2 separate regions of the Camelus bactrianus genome follow, and region 2 is linked to region 1. A link is a contact called in public Hi-C data. All regions are on one chromosome and are shown on one strand. The core of a region is the stretch at or near the end of the contact, and the rest is flanking DNA. Distances in the headings are between cores, read along the strand shown.

What was found. Hi-C and Micro-C count contacts between places; a contact is called where the count stands out from the background.
Region 2: a Hi-C map of liver shows a contact between it and region 1, with 2.3 times the contacts expected there. The contact joins the promoter of PRPF19 here to the promoter of VPS37C in region 1. A contact is called at or near these places in 2 of 2 Hi-C or Micro-C datasets (blood and liver).

What each region holds. Positions count from the first base shown.
Region 1 is chr10:9,757,365-9,762,711 of ASM4877302v1, forward strand. VPS37C (VPS37C subunit of ESCRT-I) reads left to right here and starts at 1,678. Exons shown (of 5, transcript XM_074371952.1): 1 at 1,678-1,779.
Region 2 is chr10:9,967,046-9,971,827 of ASM4877302v1, forward strand. It overlaps PRPF19 (pre-mRNA processing factor 19), which reads left to right and starts at 1,679. Exons shown (of 16, transcript XM_010956374.3): 1 at 1,679-1,930; 2 at 3,629-3,778; 3 at 3,951-4,027; 4 at 4,770-4,782. The coding sequence starts at 1,912.

The DNA.
Region 1 (5,347 bases), core at 428-2,927:
TCCAGCTGCGCCTTAGTCCTGGGCTTGGGGGACCAGGAAACGATGCAGAGTTGATGAGGGGGTGGGGGATGGGGGGGACTGAGAAAGGATCTCATCTACCAGGAAATATTCATTCTTTCAGTGAACATTTCTTCAAGGTGCTCTAAGCCGAGTCCGAAAAATGCCTGTTGCACAGATGGACCCTGGAGGGCAGGGACAGTGTGTGGACTGTGTCCAGAATGCAGGTGCCAGGCTGAGGAGGAAGGTGCTCTGAAGTCTAGTCCATGATCTGTTGCCACAAGCCAGTCGCCTTGGGAGCCAGCTTTTTCTGAATAGGCTAGTAGGGGACTTGTAGTCCAGGAAACAAAAAGTCAGAGAGAAAAATGAGACCAAACTGTAACAGAGACCTGCCCCCGGCATCCTGGGAAGGGGACGCCTAATGCTGCCTTGGGTGGAAAGTTAGGAAGGCTTCCTGGTGGAGGTAGCAACTGAACTGCGTCTCCATGGATAAAAGGACTTTGCTGAGTGGGTGTAGGGGAGGAGGGGATGTCTGTCAAAGAGGGCACCACTGGCATCGTAATGGACTACAGGGATTGTATGTCATCTGGCAAGCTTAGGCGTAAAGGACACATCACATTAGTATGGGCAGTTAACAAGCAACGCCCATTTAAAAAGTAATAACCTTCCTCTCTTGTTCTCTCTGTCCATTACAAGTTGTCTGGGGCTCCGATTGGAGACATCTTCACCCAGGGATGCAGACTGATGGAAGTGTCACCATCTGCAATGTCACTGGTTGCCACAGCAGGGGGAAAGGCACGTGCCCATTCATGCACTAGTTATCAAAGCATTTTCTGGGAGTGACAGGTGTCACTACTTCTTGCATTTCATTGGTCCAAACCAGCCATCTGGCCACACTGAATGCTAAGAGAGTAGGAAGTGTGTTCCAGTCTGAGTGTAGGATGAAGACTTGAAACTCTGGACGACAGCACTAATGATACACAGGAGAACAAAGGCCAGGTCACGGGGCGGGGTGGAGGGGGAGGCTGAATACCACGTTCAAGAGCGTGGAATTTATCACGTGGGCGATGGGGAGCTTTGAGTAGGTGAGTCAGATGTTAGACTGTAGAGAATGGAGGAGAAAAAAGGAAAGTGAGGCTAAAATGTGAGAAGGATGCAAAAGATAAAAGAAGTTAGAGAAAGGAAATACATTTTTTAAAAAATAGGAAAACCCCCCAAAACCTAAAAGCTGAAGAACGAGATTGGGGGAGCGTTTGGACCCTGAGTGCAGGTCACAAGCCCTAGCTTCTAACCCTCCATTTCACCGGGAAGAGGGAGTCGGGACGGATGCTTTGGAGTGTGTTTACTCTGGAGAATCAAGACTTTTGTGGGGTACAAAGACCAACGTCAAATCTCTGGAAGTTTTCCACAAGAACAGAGGACTGGACTTACTCTCTGGTGACTTTTCAGAGCAGAACAGAGACAAAGGTTAAATGGTGGCAAGGCAGATTTAACTTTAATTTGGTAACAACTTTCGTGATTAATTTCCCATTGTTATTCGAACTGTTTGCCTAGCACTTTGCACAGACAGGGGTGTGTGTGTGTGTGTGTGTGTGTGTGTGTGTGTTATGCAGAAATGTTAATTTCCTTCCTGTTCTCACAGCCGTAGGAAATGAAAGGGTAGTATTCTAGGCTAGGAGGCGGGTGGTAGCTAATAGCTCAGCAGTGTTCTAGAACTACTCTGAAGAAAGCTCCCTCCGAAGCGGCGTTTGAAAGGCGAAGTTAACAGGAGGAGGTAGAGGAGTAAGTGCTGGTAAGGGAAGGGAGGGTTGCTCTCTCTGGGCATCCATGCATGACCGAGGCTGGTTCTCTTCTCGTCACATCTGCGGTAAGGGACAGAAGTTCTGGTTGGAGGTGGATGGGTGCTGAGGTCTGATCGCCTAGCACGTGGCCTCGAGAGGAGCTGGTACCATCCCCAAGGACTGATGCTAGCTCCAGCCTGGGCCTTGGGAGGGGCACGTCTGTGACCTGCCCAGAGACAGAGGGCACTAGCATGTCACCAGGTGGGTGGAAGAGCTATGGATATGATGGTGACACCACAGTGGGCATCCCCTCCATTTTTCTTTTGACACCACAATAGTCTAGAAATCTCACAGGATTCCATGGAGGAGGGGGAAGAGCAGGAGATAAATTCTCTCTGGCCTGGAAGGGAAAGAAGACGGAACTATTGAAAAAAAAAAAAGGGTATGTGACATGGCTTAGAAAATGAGAGCAGTGCTGGAGCCGGAGGGCCTGGGTTGAAATCTTAGGTAGGCCACTTGCTAGCTGTGTGACCTGGACAAGTTACTTACCCTCTCTGTGCCTCACACCCCCCATCTTTAAATAAAGGATAGTAACAGAACTGAATGAGTTAATACACGTAGGGTGCTTAAAATCATGGTAAGTGCTATATGAGTTCTTTTTTTGTGTGTGTTCAATCAGCTTTTTATTTTTATTTATTTGTTTTTAATTTAAATTTTTAAATTTGTTATTGAAGTGTAGTTTGCTATATGAGTTTTGTATAAAGTTGTTGACTCAAAAAAAAAAAAAAGCACAATGCGAGAGTTATGAGTTAAATTTTATTTGGGGTAAGATACGGACTATAGCCTGGGAGGCAGCCTCCCAGATAGCTCGGAAGTATTCTGAAGAGGTCAAAGGGGATGCAGAATATCTATGATTTTAGTGAAGGTGATACGTGCAGCCACGCACACATTTTGGCAGAGGCTTGCTGCTAGTCACGAAGAGCAGACGTCTCCATGAATGATTTTAGTGCTTTTTTAGATATAAGAAGATGCAAGAATTTGGGCTCATAAAATCTCCTCCTGAAAATATTCAGCTCTCTGAAGGACTGTTCCACCAGTTTTCCCATCAGTTTCCCCAGAGCACGGAGTGCCTCATTCCTGATCTCAGCCCTGAACTCCTTTCAAGGTGAGCTGAAGTTCAGCGACTACAGTGGCTCGTGACTTCATTCTTTAGTGTCAGACGGCAAGGGACAATTTTTTGTTGGCAAAGTTAATCGTGTATTTTGGACTCAAATTCATACCTGTGACACTTGGTGTATGTGGGAAGCTTGTCTGGGACACAGGGGTTAAGAAGGAGCTGTCTCAGTGTCCTGTAATGCCTTGGGGGACCCTCTAGTTCCATTGCTGGCTTTACAGATGAGGAATTGAGGCTCAGAGGACAGCAGGGACTTGGCCAAGGTTGCTGTAGACCAAGGGAATTTGGTGGCAAAGCAGGGACTGGAGATCAGGAGGAGGGGAGCCGCAAGCTGGAATCCTGAGTCAGCCTCTCGCCAGCTGTGCGATCGCTGTGTAGGGCTGTCCAGCTGTGGGATGAAAGGGCTGCTTTGTGGGCCTCCAGGCCTGAGCGGGAACAAGCAGCGGCTGTCTGACCTCCAGCTGGTCTGGGGACTGCTTCAGGACTGCTGCCTGGAGGAGAGGCCATCCTTTCCTTCCCACTTCCAGCTGGCTGAGGGCTTGGGGAGGTTTGTCTGACTTCTGGAGACTTATCGCAGCCCGTGCCAAGGTCATTGGAAATGAGAGTGTAGGGGAGCTTCAGTGTGACACCGAAGGGGGCCCAAACTAGAGACGGAGCCTGTCCTGTCTTGGCTGAGCACTTTACCAACAATCACACTGGTCCCTGCATCTTGCTTTTAAAAACATTGCCTGCGCATGTATGTGCACATGCACGTGCGCATGGATGTGTATGTATTGCAGGGGCCTGGAGATTTAAATGCAAGGGTGAAATGCTCTCTGCTGGGGTGAAATGCACTGTGTTCCAGCTTCTAGCTCTTCCTGGTTCATCAGAAATGGTTTCCTCTAGAAATGAGGAGGCCTCTTTCCCCTAGTGGGATTCCTGCTATGATGCTGGAGAGAGCAGAGTGGGTCCAGAACACCCTAGTGTCTGAGGTTGCATTTTCCCTGCTTTGGTTGTGGTTTTGCTTCTAGTGGCACCTGTGGCTTGTCTTTGGAGGATCTACTCCAAGAGCCCAGAGACACTGGGTGGCTCTTAGCCGAAGGCTCAGGGGTCAGTGCTTGTGGGAGTGTGAAAGCCCGGGGTTGGGGCACTTTTGAGGCACAACTTATATCCCAGAGTTCCTTGTGGGAGCAGGCAGGAGCCTCCCCCTCCAAGACTTGCATGAAATCACACCCAGGCTCAGCTTCATCCCCTTCCCTGTCCTGCTTCCCTTGCTTCCTCACTGGTTTCTCTGGGAGCAACTTTGAAATAAATCACATATATGAAACCTCTCATCCTGGGCAACTTCTGGGGAGGCTGACCTAAGATGGTCCCTTTCTTCAGGCAACCCACCAAAACCACTGATCTGGGTTTCCCCTGCGAATGTTTGTAGAGCACCTTGAAACTTTCCTTGCCATGCACCTTTGCCCTTGTTTGATTTTCTGAAACTCAGCCTAGACCACATATTCCGGAGGGCAGGGAGCTCACTTAACACAATCATAAGTCCATGTATGTAGATCATGTCTCTGTCCACTATATTCTAATGCTCAAAACAAGGCGAACATCCAGGTTAATTATGTTGCAGGTTCAACAGCTGTAACCAAAGCCTAAATAACAGAGGCTTAAATATAATACAACTTCATTTCTCTTTCATGTAATAATAGTCCAGGTTGCTCCACAGTGATGGGGACCCACATTCTTTCTAGTTGCTTTGCCATCTTCCATGTGTGATAGTCATCTCTCGGTCTAATATGGCTGCTCCAGCTCCTGTCATTACATCTGCTTTCCAGCTAGCAGGACATAGAGAAGGGGAAGCAGGACATGCCCTTTCCTTAAAGGGCATAACCAGAAATTATACAATTACTTCCAGTCACATCTCATTGGCTATAATGAAGTCATAGGTGGCATTTTTAGGTGAAAGAGAGGCTACACTTTAGCTGGGTGGCTTTAGACTAGGGGTTTAATTACCAAAGGAAGAAGGAGACAATGAGCAGTCCCTGTTATATCCTCTTGTTTCAGTGAAGATAAGCTGAGTCATACTGTGGAGACATAAAACCCCCAAATCTCAATGGTTCAACACAACTAAGGTTTATTTCTCATTCACATCTGACATCGGTGGGCAGGGAGACCATCACTGTCACTTGGAGAGGAAAGCTGATGGAGGCCCCTTCCGGATGCAGGGGAAGGGTGTGTGTGGCAAATTGGACTCTGCTTTTTAAAGGCTTCCATTTGGAAGGGATACATCACCTTTACTCGCTTTCCACTGGCCAAAGTAAATTCCATGGTGATGGAACACCTGGGGGTGGTGGGTACATAGAAGGGCAGGGAAAGTGTGATCCTGTTACAGAATATTTATGACAAGTTACAGTGGCCACCA
Region 2 (4,782 bases), core at 429-2,928, 210 kb after region 1:
GTTTCTCAGGTTGTACACACCTTTTGGAAAATTAACATAGAGTTGGAGGGGGGAACGAGAAGAATTCATCTAAACCTCTTTGAGCTGCATTGTCCTTCTTAATTGTCTGTCTCTTGTCCACATAGGTTGCAACTAAATCTATATGGGAAATGGAGCTTCTTCTGGATTATTTGCCCAATATGTTGCCTTGCTTCCCAAGTAACAGCAGCCCTGGCCTGGGGAAGCAGGACATAGAGTTCCTGTCTCAAGGACCCACTGACAGCTATGCATGTATATATCCCTTCCCCAACGTGTCCCTTCCCAGCCTTAGATAATCTTTATCTCCTCTGTGGGGAGGCTGAGATTGGGAGGAGTGGTGAGTAATCTGAGATCAAGTTCTCACCTGTAATATTTACTCCAAAGTCAATTGCCCTGAATCCTTTCTATTCCCTGAAGAGCTGGCTTTTAAAACTCAAAAGCCTTGAAGAGACTCCCCCTTTCCTCCATTCTTCCATCACAGCCATAAGCTCCCCCACATAGGGACAACTCTGTTTCACTCAGAGTCCTATCCCCAATGCCAAGTACAGTGCCTCCTGACTGGCCACAGTGGGCACTCAACAAAGATTTGTCCAATAAATAAATTTTTGTGTCCCTCTCCCTCCAGTCTGTCCCCTCCCAACCCATTCAGTAAATGTCTTCCAGAGGAATCTTCTAGAAACATGGTTATCACTTCACAGCTGAACTGCTGTTCCACTGCTAGCCCAGTCAAGTCTAACCAACTCTGGTTCAAGGTCCCATCTAAATGGTTCCACTTTATTTCCTACCACATCCAAGTACTTAAGCTGCCTGGCCTGGCAGGCAGTCTGTCGTTCAACCAATAGTTATGACTTTCCCGCTATGTGTCAGGCACTGCGTTAGACTCTGCGAAGCAACAGTGACCACAACAATGATGATTCCTGTCATCTCGGAGTTTACAGTCTAGCGGAGTATCCAGACATCAAACATTTACTTGTACATAATTAAATGATTATAGTTATTCAGAATGGTTCAGAGGAGAATTACAGAGTGCTGTGCGGACTAAAATTCAGAAGTCAAGAACAAGACTCCAGAGGAAGTACCATTTAAGGTGAGACTGAAGTTTCCTTTGGAGGGGATAGGCGGGAAGGGAAGGAGGGACAGTCCGAGTTGACGAAAGTATTCCAGGCAAAAGCACTGGAACCAGCCAGAGAGGGTAAGTTTGAGGACCTGAAATGCCAGTGTGGCCGAAGAGAAGTTGATGACTCGGCCAAAATCACAGAGCAAATTGGTAGAAAAGGTAGGACCAGAACAGTTGCTTGGCCAGCGTTAGTTTTCTTCACCCATCTGCATCCACGGCTTCTTCACTGGGTCTTTCTAAGGGTAGTCCGAGAAACGCTTGCCCGGGAATCACGTGGGGCACGCACTGAAAACGCAGGCTCTCTTAAGCAGACCCCAGGAAGATGCATTTTAAGAGATTCTCGCACGCCAAAGTTTGGAAGACTACGATCCCACGGCCCCAACAAGCTCTGTTCTCAAGTGTGTTGCCGAATTGATTGGCTTTTTAAAAAGGCCCACTGCATCATGGGAAATGTAGTTTCGGGCCTCCTCTCCTCCTCCAGGGGCGCGTTACGGAAGGAACCGAGTGGGCCCGGAAATAGCCGAGTATGACCTGGCGCTCCCTTTCCTGCACGGTTGCATTCTGGGAAAGGGCAGTTTCCGTTAAGTGCTGGAGGCTGAGGCGCGCGACCAGCCGTGGTTCCACGTGAAGCGCTAGGCGGGCTTCGCTCGGCGGGGTCGCTCCCCGCTCGCCGCGGAGCGTCCCGGAAGCAGCGAGGAACCGGAAGTGGCCCGAGGGGGCTGAGAAGCCGATCCCGGAGCTCGGTGTGAGACGCCTCGGAGCGTAGCGACGGCGCCATGTCCCTGATCTGCTCTAGTGAGTATGGGCTAAGGCCGATCGCGGGTCGCAGGAGGCCGGAGAGCCGAGCAGGAGGATCTACGAGCCGCTGCGGTGCAGGGGTGGGGGCGGAGGTGAAAACAGGGCTCCTGGGAGGCAGGGGGGCTGCCTGTCAGCCCGGGGGTCTTCCTCCTCAAGCGTGGGGTGCATTTGCGCAGCGCTTCATAGTTTACCTAAAGCCTCAAACGTATTGTCGCAGGCACTGAGGCCATCCATCTCTTTTGCGCAGTGGAACTGAGGCCTGCATAGAGAGAGCTGGTGCAGGGGAAACAGCTCTGGTGTAGGAATCGGGAAGCCCGAAGGCTTGTGCAGGATCCTCCTCCAGTTGGCTTTGTGATCTGGCAGGAGGATGCGGGCCTCTGTTTACCCATCTGCAAAATGAAGGCCTTGGCACTGGATGTTGTCTGAGGCCCTGCTCGGGTCGGCAGAGCTTCTGTAATTTGCGAAGGTCACACAGTGAGTTGGAGGCAGTGACAGGGCTGAAAGCCAGGTCTCTGGCTCCCAGCCTCACGCTGTAGGACTAGTAAAAACAGCGCACATTTATAAAGCTTTTATTGGTTTACAGTGCACTTGCAAGTCTGTGATCTCATTATATCCTCACAAGAATGCTCCAAAGCAGAAATAAAGGTCCGATTTTACAGATAAGGATGTAATGCCCAAGGAAAATGTGGCTTTTGTCAAACAGAATAGCTAATTAACTGGCGAAGCTGGGTGATGGAGCCAGGTTCTCTGACCCTGAATCCATGCTTTTTTCAAATGCCTTGTACTGTCTTTCCTTTTGGTGTTTCATTGAGGCATGGAGATGTTTTCCATTCTCATTGTTCATCAGGTTATTAATTTCTCAGCTTTTTCTCTCCTTGCTTCCTAACTCTCAAGCCCTTTAGTCTTCTGAGAACCTCTCCATAAATCCAAACAAAGAGAAGAAGGAGGGAAGAGAACGTGGCTAGAAAAAAGAACTTTTCACATTTAAAGAAATTACAATGTGCAGAGTATTTTCACATTTACTGTTTCCTTTCAGTCTTGAGGAACCCCTTTTACGTGTTCCCCAGCACCATCCTTCCTCTCATTCGCTCATCTGTTAGATGTTTACTGACTGCCTGCTGGGCATCTGCATTGTTCTGGAAGTCAGAGACCAGCTATAATCCCTGTCCTCAAGGGGTATAAACGATAGCTCTGTTGAGGGTGGTTGTGAGGATGAGTTAATCTGCGGAAGTGTTTATAGTCGTGCTTGGCATCTAGTAAACACCGTGTAAATGCTTTTTGTTATTACAGCATTTGTTATATTGCTTTGTAATTTCTTTGTCTGAGAATCCATCTAGGCTCTAGCCCGAGATTTGAGTGGCTTCGTGTGTATCTCCCTGTCGTCCAGTATAATGGGTGCCTAAGCACCTTCATTCAGAAATGAGATGGGCAAGGATTACTGACCGCTCTCAAGCGCCCGGTGGATGGTAGTTGTGCAATAATTATTTGTTGATGGACTGATGGGAGACTGATGGAGAAGCTAGTTAGGTTGCTGGACAACGTTCTGGGTACAGTCCAAAACTGGCTTAGTGTCATGTCTTGATTCCTGTTAGTGTAGGGACGCGTGGTCTTGTTGAGGCCAGTAGGCAGGGAAACATCTCCTTGGCCCAAGGTCCCTTTCACCCGCCAAGCTGACTGCCTGCCTTTTCTCCGCAGTCTCCAATGAAGTGCCAGAGCACCCATGTGTGTCCCCAGTCTCTAATCATGTCTATGAGCGGCGGCTCATTGAGAAGTACATTGCAGAGAACGGCACAGACCCCATCAACAACCAGCCTCTGTCCGAGGAGCAGCTCATTGACATCAAAGGTGCCCACTGGCTGGCTGCAGTCTGAGGCGCTCCTAGCTCAGAGCCGGAGAGGGGGGCCAGTGCACCAGGGGAGGAGGCGGTGGTCTGTTAGTGCAGGTGGAGGGGAAGAGTGGGGAGGGGTAGCACACCCCAGGTTATGGTTTTTCAGACCCACTTTCCCTCTCTTGGCAGTTGCTCACCCAATCCGGCCCAAGCCTCCCTCAGCCACCAGCATCCCAGCCATCCTAAAAGCCTTGCAGGATGAGTGGGTGAGTCCCTGGAAGAGAAGTGGTGTTTTCCCCACTTGAAAAGAGTGGGTCATTGGACCAGGATGTGGGGTTGAGAAGGATGGAGCATTGTTTTCTGTTCTGCGGGGTGGGTGAGGGCAGAAGAGGAGCCTGGTGGTTGAAGCCACACAGATCCCGGTTGCACACTTAGCTCCGATGCCCGCTTGCCATGTCACCCTGGGCAGGGTGCTTGCATCTGAGTCTTGATTTTCCCAACTGGAGGACACACGTTAGTGCCTGTCAATCAGGGTTTGGGGAGAATTTGAGTGAGATTAGAGTATAAGCTTCATGGGGTCAGGGCCTTGTGTTACTCATCGGTACAGCTCCAGCATCGAGAGCAGTGCCCATGCCTAGTGGGTGCTCTGAAATGTGAAGGGATGAGTACATCCGGGGCCTGGCTGGCCAGTGCCTGACACATCCAGGGCCACCAGTGAACAGCAGCAGTAGCATTTGTATTCCCTTTTGGTGAGGTGACCGCATAACTCCTGAGATTCACTGGCAAATTCGAGAGGATGGGGAAGGGAAGGAGCTGGCTCCCACTCTCGTCTGTGTGCCCAGTGTTTGGTGCCGGCTGGGAGCCCGGGAGTGTCTGTATTGCATCCCGGGTCATGGATACTGGTCTAGGCCATGGGATGGGAGGCAGCCTCCTCTTATCAAGGGCTGACTCTCTTGCTGGGTGCTCCCTCCTCCTCCCGGCCCTCACAGCAGTGTCTCCCTCTCCCAGGATGCAGTCATGC